Regions from separate parts of the Arachis hypogaea genome. Here region 1 is linked to region 2. Evidence: chromatin contacts called from public Hi-C data. All regions are on one chromosome and are shown on one strand. The core of a region is the stretch at or near the end of the contact, and the rest is flanking DNA. Distances in the headings are between cores, read along the strand shown. Region 1 holds the start of LOC112742908 (receptor-like protein 39). Region 2 overlaps LOC112743680 (dnaJ protein ERDJ3A).

Region 1 (5,874 bases), core at 2,150-4,649, 53 kb before region 2:
ATCACTGCCTCCGACCCCATGAAAGACTGACATGTCGCAACATCCATAATTGCTAGTCCTAAACCCATATTTCTCAAAGCTTTTCTCCTACTAAGTTGCATCTTGTAGAGTTATGCAGTGGTTTTAGAAAAGACAAACTAGGATTCACTGGTAAAAATTAGGATGGAAAATATAATTTTATTTGAAAGAAATAGTAAATTTGAGGATTCAGATTACATTTAACTTCAATCTTCTGTTTTGATGTATGAAAAGTTTATTGAGCAAAAATCTAAGAATTAATAAAATCTTAAAAACACATGCATGTTGCAAAGAAAAGTTAAACTGTCTAAAGAGCAAGAACATGGCATACTACCTTCATAAATATGAGCTAACAGTAAGAGCTGCATTATCCAATTGTCATAAACACATCCTTGTTCTGTTTTACAAATGGATTATTCTTCATTTTATCATATTCAACTCTTCAACCATATCTCAAATTAAAAGCCAGCAATAAAAGCATACCTCAAACACATCAATATAACAAATATGTAGTTTTCTGAAACATTTCATAACCATGCATTATTGCATGTGTAACTATGTATGTATCAATGGATGCACACATGCATGCATCACTTTTGCTACTTTATTACAACTTAGGTCTCATGATTAAAAAAAAAAAAAAGATAAAAATTGAACGTAGTTAGTTTTTGCTACTTTCTCTCGCTTGCCTTGATGACCTGCTCAACAGAATCATTATTTTGACACAACTGATTATCAGAATTCAAAAACAAAGAAAGATCAAGAAATACAAAATATGAGAAACAAATAGAGAGAGCGAAACTTACACTTTGTCTTCCTGGTTATTCAACTTAGACACATTATTGAGACCTCCACCTTAGAGTTCTATAATTTTTCCCTCCATGCTGCTGATATATAAAATCAAGCTGAGGGAAGACCCTGTAAAGAATGTTATCCACATGATTCCAGTACCAAAACCTCCATCTCTTGCAGAACAACATTGGCATAATAATAATGCCAAGTCCAAAGACAGAACCCAACTCCACACTCAAGATACTCCAATCAACAAAACTGCCAGAATCTGAGTTTACTTTCGATGGTGGTGGTGGCAGAATTGGGCCAGAGCAATTATTTGTTAATGGTGGTCCACATAAGCCTGCATTTCCTAGAAAGGAACCTTCGGAGAATGACTGAAGTTGTGTACCTGTTGGGATTCTTCCAAATAACTGATTGCATGAAAGATTTAGATATGAAAGGAAATTTAAACTTGCAAGTTGAGTGGGAATTCGTCCACCAAATTTGTTACCGGATAGGTCCAACGACTCGAGTTGCTTTAAATTCCCTATGGAGGATGGAATTTGGCCATTGAAAGAATTATGTGAGAAGTTAAGAACATGAAGTCTTGTGAAATTCATAAGCTCTTCTGGTATTGGCCCTTTAAAGTTGTTGAATGAGAAGTCTATAGAAGTGAAGTCACTTAAGATTTTAACCATCTCCAATTGTAAGCCTTTGTTGGTAATTATCATGGAATCCTGGTATTTTCTCATAAAGAAGCCTACGACTTCATATCGGTTTTGCTTTTCACCAACACCAAGCATCATTGTGACCCAACTTTTGAAGTCTTCTCCCGGAAGTAAACCACTAAAATTATTGAAAGACAGATCAATAATTTGGAGGGATTGCCAAGAACCATTTAACTTGGGACATTCAATGTGACCCTGCAGTCTGTTTTGGCGCAAAACTACAACACGAATTGTGGATAACCTCCTCAAGAAGCATGGGTACACATCATAAATCTGATTATTTCCAAGATGCAAGACTTCAAGTGTTGTGCAATTCACAAGAGAGTGGGGAATTCGGCCTCTAAGTAGATTTCCATTTAGATGTAGAATCTTTAGTGCAGAATGTTGAGGAAATGCATCAGGAATGTGGCCATCAAGCTTGTTATGCTCCAGATTTAGTATCTTAAGATACTCCATCCGCATTAAACAATCTGGAATCTCCCCTTTCAACTGATTATAGGAAAAATCAAGAGCTTGAAGATATGACATCTTGCACAAGGATTGAGGAAGGTTCCCAGATAAACTATTGTTGGAGAAAGACAAGAAATATGTGGAAGACATATAAGTGCTAATATCTGATGGAATGATAGAGCTGAAGTTGTTCATTGAGCAGTCCAAAAAATAAAGTTGTTTTGAGAGAAATGTTGGAAAGTTCCCTTGGATTTGGTTAGAGTGAAGGTCAATGAAGTACAAAGAGGCACTAACATTCTGTATCGGCTCTTCAAACATGGTGAACAAATTGTTGGAGATGTTTAAGAAAGTAAGGGAGGAAAATTGCCAAATCCACCTTGGTATAGGTCCTTGAATAAGATTTCCTGAGAGGTCTAAATTGGATAATCTAGACTGATTTCGCAGAAAACTAGGGAACCTTGTCAAATTGCAGGAAGCCAAATTTACATCCCACTTTCTGAGGATGGAAGATATGCCCAAGTCGGTAGTAACATTTGCTTCTATGCCCAAGTCAGTAACATTTGCTTCTATCAACAAGCTATTGTGTGAAAAATCTAGTGTAGTTAGATTTTCAAGCCTCCGAAACATTTTTGTGTATATTGTAACATTTAATTTGTTTGAAGACAACAGGAGTTCTTCTAGTGACTTGAGTTGAAAAATGAACTCAGGAATGGGGCCTTGTAAGCTATTATTGCTCAAATCCAGAGTCTTTAACATGGTGGAAGATAAGTTTGGAAATTCATGTGGGAATGCTTGAAAATTGTTGTTGTAAAGTTTAAGATATTCTAGCAATGGAAGTTCAAAAAGAGAAGAAGGTAGGCTTCCGTTGAGGCGATTGGCCCCTAAATCAATGTAGTTCAACTCCATGAAGCCTTTGAAGTGATCAGATGTAATTGAACCTGTTAAATCATTGTGAGACAGGTCTAAATGAGTGAGATTCTTGAACATATTGAAGGATGGAATTGGCCCTTGTATATTGTTACTGCTTAAGCCTAGATGGCTCAAGAACATGGTAGAAGATAAATTTGAAAACTCAAGTGGGTGACTCTGAAAATTATTGTTGGAAAGTACAATGGTTTGTAGCAATGGGAGTTCAAAAAGATAAGAAGGCAGGCTTCCATTGAAGAAATTGTTAGACACATCTATATCAACAGCAATCAATGGTTTCATTCCAGGACACCAGTTTGCTTGAATGTTCATGCTCGAATACGAAGCTGCTCTTTAGTTGAAGCAGCAATGATTGTTGATCCTCAAGACATTGGCCATGGACCAATGTGACAGTAACAGCAAGGTGAGTCCAGCAGCAGTAGCAGAATATGAAGAAAAGCCATGAAACTAACGGAATGTTCATTGCACACTATTTGAAGAGACACCACACAACACAACTCAAGGCTCAGAAAGTTTTGAGACGGAGAAATGAATGACCAAAAGCATAGAAATGTTTTGAGCACGGCATGATCAAAGAGACAGACTTAGACTCGGTAAGTGAAGATATTTGTCAAAGTAAACCATGCTCGTACAGAGAAAATAATGTCATAAACTCATAATTTCATGCCGTGTTATACATTTTCCATGTTAGTCCCTTTCTGTCGGAAGATTTTTCCATGTTCTAGCTTGTGAAATGGGGCGTGAATATAAGGAATTTTAGATGAATTTCCACTGCTACTGTTACGGTGGATTCTCGTATCATTTTAGATGATGGAACTAAACATTCATTATTTCAATATTTTGGACAATGGGGTTGAAATCATTTGCATGGTATTAGAGTAATTACTGTCTTGTTAAATTGATTGGTGGCTACTGGCTAGTGACTACCAAATACTTTCTAGTATAAACTAATATATAGAAATTTGTCTTAACAGGTAATTATAGAGAGTAACCGGATAAGTTATAATCCATATAATATTACAAATTAAATCTCTACACTCGAATAATGTTATATATCTAAGTCTTTTTGTTAACCAAATTCAACTAAGTTTGTCTAATATAACAAAAATCAATTATAATTAACATTATTTCAAGTCTTATTGTTTAACTTGATTGAACTTGGTTCATAAAAAAATTTGAATGTGTAGTATTATTCAAATAAATTTTTGTTACTGCTTGATAATTTTTATATCGAAACACTCCTATTGTCTCACTTTTTTATTTTATTTACTTGTTCTTTCCTATATTTTGCTTTTTACAAACTATTAACTTAATGACTTTATTAAACAATGGGAACAACGGACTCTAAAATTGGCCCAATTTAAGTAAAACACACTACATTCTAAATTACTCATTGAACATCCAATATATATATTATTCGCATTGATTAATATTTTTATTGTCTACCTATATTTTTCCTTACACTAATTATTTTTTACAGTTTTAGTATTATTGTATAATATATAAATCTTAAGAGCAACTTACAAAAAAAATTATATCTATTTTCTAAATTAAAATTTTTATACAAATTTAATTGATAATTTATTTATTTAAATCGAACAAAATCTAAGTAAAACACTACATACCTAGTTCTCGGTCATGTTATATAGGACTACTAGATTTTTTTTAAAGATAAATATTATTTTATTATTATAAAATAAAAGTGTTTTCGTAAAGAAGTAAAAAAAAAATTAGGCATTCCCAATTATTACCAACCATAACTGGAAGACAAATAGTTTAAGAAAGTGTAAAGTAAGAATAAAACAAAAATAGCAACATCCATCATATATAATTATTGAGTTCAGGTATTAAACAAATAACTTCTTTCGCTATCTCTATGATCATTGTGTTTACGTACTAAATTGCTAGCTTTTTTCACTATCTCTGGTGTGGAACTTATTAGCTTATATAGGACTACTAGATTGCATCTAAACATAAATAATATAATATCCATATTTTTATCATTAATTTGTTATTTGAGAAAAAAGTATCAAATAAATAAACAATAGAACGAATATGTGTTTATTTCAGTTACCCGAAAATATAGGAAGCTGGAATAATGCATCAGCGGTCAAGTAGGTGGACGGAAAAAATTTTGACTTCATAAAGATGAATTTAAAAAATAATTTATTTCTAAAAATTTTATTAATTAAATTACACTTTTAAAGATTATAAATTAATTATTTGTGTTCTTCTATTATTCCATTAATAATTTTTATCAACAATTAATAATATAAAATATTTATTAATAAGATATATAACATCTAACATAAACAAATATGTTTATAAAATTCCGTATTCCCCATAATTAATGACTAAGCATTCCATCACTCAATAATTAAGTAAAGAATTCCACATGCTGCAATCATGCGACTTATAATATCATGATTACCATTGCCATCCCTAATTAGTAATTACCAACTACTACCTTGCTCGTGGTTGATTTATTATGTCCTTGAGATTGGTTATGAAGTTGAGTTGTTTACCAAAATTATGGATTAGTACCGTGATGTAAGATATTTTAATATTTTTAATCATTAATCTCAATCATAAAATTTATATGATTGTTAAAATTACTAGAACACCTAATACTATAATACATGTAAAATGCTTTATTAATACATGACGATTGTTCAGATATTAAAATATTATGTCAAAACAATTTAATCAAATCAAAATGTTTAACCACTCTCATATCAATATATTTTTGTGTTAAAAAGGCAAAAGCTATGAAGCACGGATTCTCTCATGGTGCCGGCGTATCTGTGTGGGATGCGAATCCGATGCCGACACGTGGTGGATATTTCAAACGAGCGTATCGGCGATGTGTCTTCTTGCGGTACAGAATTTTGGTAGAGCTATCACAAATTCGAACGAGTCCGACTCTATTCAGATGTTCATGAGACGAATCTTTTTGCAAATCTTCAATTGATTTTGT
Region 2 (6,149 bases), core at 2,887-5,386:
GTATTATAACTATTGTGATCCAACTTCTCAGGAATTGGGGAGATCGATCTCTTGGTTGAAGATTCTAATAGAGTAATTGACATTGTGGAACACCAAATTGAAGAAATCAAGAAAGGAAAAAAAAAGAAAAAAGGGGGAAGAATAGAGACAAGAGGAGAAAAAATTGGGGCAAAATTTGAAAGAAAATGAAAGAAAAATCAGAATTTGAAAATAAGTAGGATCTCAGGCTCTGGATACCATAACAACAATTGAGATAGAGTAAAGAATTGGAAGTATAAGAGTATTCTCATTCACTGATGCAGAAAATAGAATTAGAGAAAAAGACTTAAGACACGGAAGTGAAACTGAAACTCAGACATTGTAATTGTAGCGAGTAAATACCTATAGTTGTCCCTGAGATTCACGCAAATACCCATAATAATCCCTAAGATCCCGATTTCCCCATTGTAGTCCTCCAGATAGAGCTCCGAGTACTCAAACTGGTCCCTGGCCATATTTCAGGTGATGACTCATCATCGGAGCGCTGACGTGGCCTCGGATTGCCACGCTGGAGGGGTCCAATGGCTAGCTGAGCTGGCTAATTTCTAATTTGTACCCATGTTGGTCCCTCGTATTATATGTAACCCTAAATTCTCAAATTTTCATACCGTTCATCTCTGCTTCGTCTTCATCTCTTCTTCTTCTTTTTCATATACTACTTGCTGTTCATACTCTTTCGTCTGGGCCGCTACTCATGCCGATGATGGGTGGTGGTAGCGCTGCAGGTGGAAGCTCTGTTCAAATCTTTACCACTAATGTTTCCACCACGATGAACTTGGTTGATGATGGGCAATTACGATCTTTATAAGCTGTTTTAGTTCAAACCAAAGTTGGCCGTAATACATCTTATTTTAGTGTTTCAGTCAATTAAAAATTCTTCTTCTGCAGTAAAAGTTGTAAGTACAAATAGCCTAAAAAATTGTAGCAAAAAATCACGAAAAAAAATTAAGCAAAAGCTTAGGTGTTACACATGTAAAGAGAAAAGAAAATGAATCAGGAGACAATTGGAATGGTATTAGTGACGTTGCCAGGTCTACATTCACAAGTGCAAACATTTCTAGACCCTTGAACTACACGTTGTGATCTTCGGAAATGAAGCTTGATGTTCACCACCTTCCCAGCCATCTGTAGCATCATCATAAACAGAACAATGCCATAGTTAAAGGAGAACAATGCCATTCAATTCCTAAAAAAAGCAGTCTAAGAATACTGAAGGTCAAGCATATCGGAAAATGACAAAACAGAAAGTAACAAACCATTCTCTAAACCAAGTCTTCAGGACCTAATGGTTGAGCTGGACTAGAATACAAGAAATGCCTTGAGTACTGGAAAACAAAATAAAAGCAATTAATGCCAAATAGGAAAGCAAGACAATGAACTAAATATCAATTTTAGAAAAATAACAAATATGCAGGGTGATTAGTGGTTATATTGCACGGGACATAAATTATGCTTAAACTTACCATTGGCATTGGTTTTATCAGAAATTTTTTGCAAGGTTTCAGCAGCAAAAGACTGTACATAACCCAGAACACAAACCTTGGAAAGATTTTGTTGCATTTTTTTATACGAGTAGCACTAATGTCTTTCAAAAAATTTAGAAGCCAACCTGACCTCACAACATCAAAGGAAGAGACAAACAAGGCTATCTGCATGTGTGGCAAAAATGTCAACCTCTTAGCACTTTCCACCAAAAAATAAAAATAAAACATAAAACTACAATTCAGTTAAGCTGGCATACAAGAATGCAGCCAGATCCACCAGAAATCACAGTGGCAATTGCCTGCATGGCAAGACATATACTTCTTTATGGAACAACTTTATGATGTATTTGAAAAGCACTAGGTGAACCTAAAGCAATTTTCATTAAGTGTTCATAGAGGTTTTGGTAAAATGAAGGAGCAAAATCCTGAGATAACGTGCATTTTGTGCTACTCTTTAGTGCCCTTGGCTGCAACAGAATGCTTGCACCTTTAAGTGCCTCCCTGCACTGAAATCTCTTGGGGATTGGATTATGATTTTAGTTTCTGTTCACTGTTATGCCGATGGGTCTAGATCACCTAAATAAGCTTTGTTGTCGGAGGATATACCATAATCCTTTCTTCATTTTTTTTGAAATCACCCCATGATGAAACATGATGTCCAACTTCTCTTCCATCTGCAAGAAATTTTAAATTTTCACATAATACGGGCAGAATTTGAAAGCCTACTAATGCATTAAAAAAAATCACCACAAGAAAACAAAACATTTTTCCAATCCTGCATAAAACTCCTGTTTCATCCCTGTTTCATTCGGGTTAAATAGAGTAACCCCACAAACTCCAGCCAGCCTTCAAACCCTAGACACTACAATGACACCAAAACTCCAGAACCTCAACTATACTAACAACTTGCATATCATCAACCAACACTGTATTGAAAATGTAAAGTAAAAAAAAAAGGAAGGTTACCTTGAGTCTGATCACAAAGTCAGAACCTTGTGCTTATGGTGAAGGAGGGGAAGAACGATAACAACTTCTGGTCGGATTACTTCTTCTCTCAAATTTTCCTAAACCCAGCGAATACAACCCTATGGCTACGCCATTGATGGGGAGATGAAGAAGAAGTCAGATGGTGGACGAAGAAGAGACGAGTGAAGTGAAGTGTTTGTGTACGGCGTCGTTTTTGGCTTTCTAGGGCGCCAAACCCAAAACGACGACGTTTTGGACTCCTCCCACGTGGCAATCCGAGTCCACGTCAGCGCTCCGGTGATGAGTCATCACCTGAAATATGGCCAATGACCAGTTTGAGTGCTCAGAGCTCTATCTGAAAGACTACAATAGGAAAATCGGGATCTTAAGGATTATTATGGGTATTTGCGTGAATCTCAGGGACGACTATGGGTATTTACTCAATTGTAGCACCTATCTTGGGTAATGAAATAATACAACATATATAGTAAAAGTACCTATAGTTTAACAGCAATCAAAATTAATAGAGACTAATTCACTTATATTCACTCACAATGATGATGGCGACTAATGAGTATAAGAAAAGAGTACAACTAAAAATAAAAGCTAACTTTTAAAAAATTAACAATAAAAATAAAATTAATATAAATAAAAAATTTAAGAGATAAAATTAAAATAAATCAAAATTTAAAAATATTTTTAAAATGTTTAATAAATATTATGGATAAAAATATATTTCACCTTAAAATTAATATTTTTTGCGACTCGATCATATCTTGATTATTGTTATTTGACATTTGTTAATATAATCCTCACAACTCATAGCAAAAATATGTTGAGTTGTTCCAGAAATTTCGTTCCAAACCATTGGCGAACAACGGCAACAGGTAACACTAATACACTATAAAGAAACTAGAAATCTCGTGTCCACTGTCTTTGACTCTTGACCCTTGACCCCTTGAATTATGAACAACAAAATTAGAAATAACGGTTCAACTCTTTAAGCTTTCACATTTGTATTGGCGAAAAGTAATTGTAATTCTATATTTCTCCGACTCTAAACAATTTACTACATACGTACTTTAATATATTTTTGTTCATTCCTAGTATTTGATAATAGAACTTTAAAATAGCTTATGGACCAAACTGTGCCATATACCTTTTAATGATACAAGTTGCTCAACTTGCTAAGTTTCATTTTATGCTTCAATTTTTTATAAACTTAGTTGAGATTCTCTATTTACAACTTAAACACCCACCTTAATCTAAACGATTTCACGGAATTCATGGTTTATTTACTTATCAATTCTGTTTAATTGACAACAGAAATTATAAATAATATAAACAATGAATTACATCTCAAGTTCACTAAACATAAATAAACTTAATTAATTTAAATTTTAAATTTTAAATTAAGACTAATTTTTTTATCTATTATTTATATTATTTAAAAAAAAACGTTATTTCCTTATATTTTGTCTTTATTTATTTCTTACTTACTCTTGTTCTTTTGCTATTAAGAAACCAGATCCACTGATTTATTGAGGCAACAAACCAGAAAGCCTGTGGTAATAGAATCCAATAAAGAGTGACCCTTTTTTAATTACGTTAAAAGGGGTCACCACTCACCACGTTGTTTTTTATACTCTGGAAATATTGAAATCTTCGCCTCGTGTCAGGAAAATGTTAATGCATGCAAGTTGCAATACGTACAAGAGTGGAGATTTATTTTTTATTCTAAATTTGAAATGAATATCTTTGACAATTGACTAGCAATTTTATTATTAAAATGAAAAATCTTCAAAGACGGTTTATTATGTATGTATCAATTCCTCAGATAATCTAATAATAAATACATTGTTTCATTTTTCTGGAGATATCTACCGACTACCATTACCATCCACAGCTTGCAGTCATTATTATTTCATTCGAGGTTAAAGTCTAAAAAAAATTTGGTCTCGGAGGTTAAAGTTAAATTAAAATCTTGCAAGATGAAAACTCCCACAGGACTAATAAACCTTTTTATCACAAAGCCCTCTCTATACCCACCACAAAAAATGAACATCAAAGCGCCAAAATATATCAACACCGCCACGCACAAACAAAAAAAAAATAAAGAAAAATCAACGACAACAAATGGTTATATCAAACAGTATACTAATGCGCAGCTTATAGAATACTCTGATAGAATTGATTCTGAATATATCTCTCATTATGATCTATTTTTGAGTATTCTTTACAGTTGCCTCAAGGACATTTTTAGATAATGCCACACCCATGACTACAACTCTACATGCTCATCATTCCACCAAGCACATCACATGTCTAAAGAACAAAATTCATTGTAGTCTGTTCTCAAAGCAAAATTGCCAGTGACGGTGAGAGCAAGATGCAGCATCCCATTATCCCATGCATGACGCATCAATATTCAATTAGCATTTTTTCTTTTAAAACCTCCATATATTCTTTGCTGGTATAAAATACAAAAGACCCTATTCTGTGAGTTATGTACATGGGTTGGCATAACCAAAAGTGCTGCAAAACCCATCATTATTGTTTAATCTTCTACTTGAGTAGAGGTTTATTTTGTGTTTCCCTGAAGGGTATATCTCCACTGAGGACTGAGCTGATGAAATTCTCAACCTCCTCCATTGTCATATCACCCTTAAATACAGTGTATTTACCTCTCCTAGGCTTGTAGGCGATCAACAATTTATCTGATGACTTGTAATCTGTCTTGGTGAATGCTTTTAGAAATGATTCTTGCTTTGCAGCATCTAAGAGCGCATAGGATATTGAATCCCTAGAGCTTGCTCCTTGATTTGGTCGCCTTGAAAGTGATTTCTGGGAGACCTAAAATGAAAAAAGTTCTCTCCCTGTGAGAGCTTTGCATAAAATAAAATTATACTGCTACCTCTATTTCAAAACAACCATGCTATGTGTACATAAAAAATCGGCCACCAATATAAAATACATGTAGAAATACAAAATACACATTGAAAATAAGTTAAATCAACACATGTATTTATACACATACAAGGTGGCTGAATTTTTTATGCCCATATAGCATTTTTTACATCCAAAATAACAAAATTAGACACATTAGTACATTGAAGAATTAATCATTAGAATGGTGCAAATTCATTTTGGTACCATTAAACTTAGGTTTGACCTCTCCAAAGAGCAAAACAAACATGGACCAAAATGGAAATTACACTTACCTGAGAGAGAATTGACTCTAGCTTTTCTCTGGCTTTAGAAGACCTGAAGGCACCAATGATGCATACCGGAGCTTTATCACCACATAGCTCCTCAAAGTTAGACTTAGAAAGCAACTGTATGTGTCCCTCTTCAGAATCAGTTTGCGTCTTCCTAGCATGCCCAGATGCTTCCTTTTTACATAATTTTTCAAAACTATCAAGTAGACTACTAAGATCAACAACTGCAGATTTCAAATCTTTTACAGAAATCCCTGATTTCAAAATGCGCTTCTCTCCATTAGGTAGCCAACCCACAATAGCTGGAAGTCCATCAACTCCTAGCTTTTTCACTCTTGGATCAGAAACATCTTGAACCTACAAATGATAAGCACAAAATAAATGTTTAAAGCTGAATATGAACTTAAAAATACCAAAATATTCTTGGTTTAAAGCTGAATGC

Evidence for each region. A called contact is a pair of places that touch in the nucleus more often than the background predicts.
Region 1: a Hi-C map of leaf shows a contact between it and region 2, with 1.9 times the contacts expected there. The contact joins the promoter of LOC112742908 here to the enhancer-like site in region 2.

The regions. Positions count from the first base shown.
Region 1 is chr14:110,314,101-110,319,974 of arahy.Tifrunner.gnm2.J5K5, reverse strand. It overlaps LOC112742908 (receptor-like protein 39), which reads right to left and starts at 3,399. Exons shown (of 1, transcript XM_025792151.2): 1 at 461-3,399. The coding sequence starts at 3,209. The coding sequence ends at 858.
Region 2 is chr14:110,261,273-110,267,421 of arahy.Tifrunner.gnm2.J5K5, reverse strand. LOC112743680 (dnaJ protein ERDJ3A) reads right to left here. Exons shown (of 7, transcript XM_025792979.3): 6 at 5,711-6,064; 7 at 4,680-5,342. The coding sequence ends at 5,055. Among protein-coding and RNA genes, the nearest start is that of LOC112743680, 5.8 kb to the right of the region's middle. Within about 2 kb of position 4,136, at least 1 of the 3 cell types and tissues checked has open chromatin away from gene starts, as enhancers often do.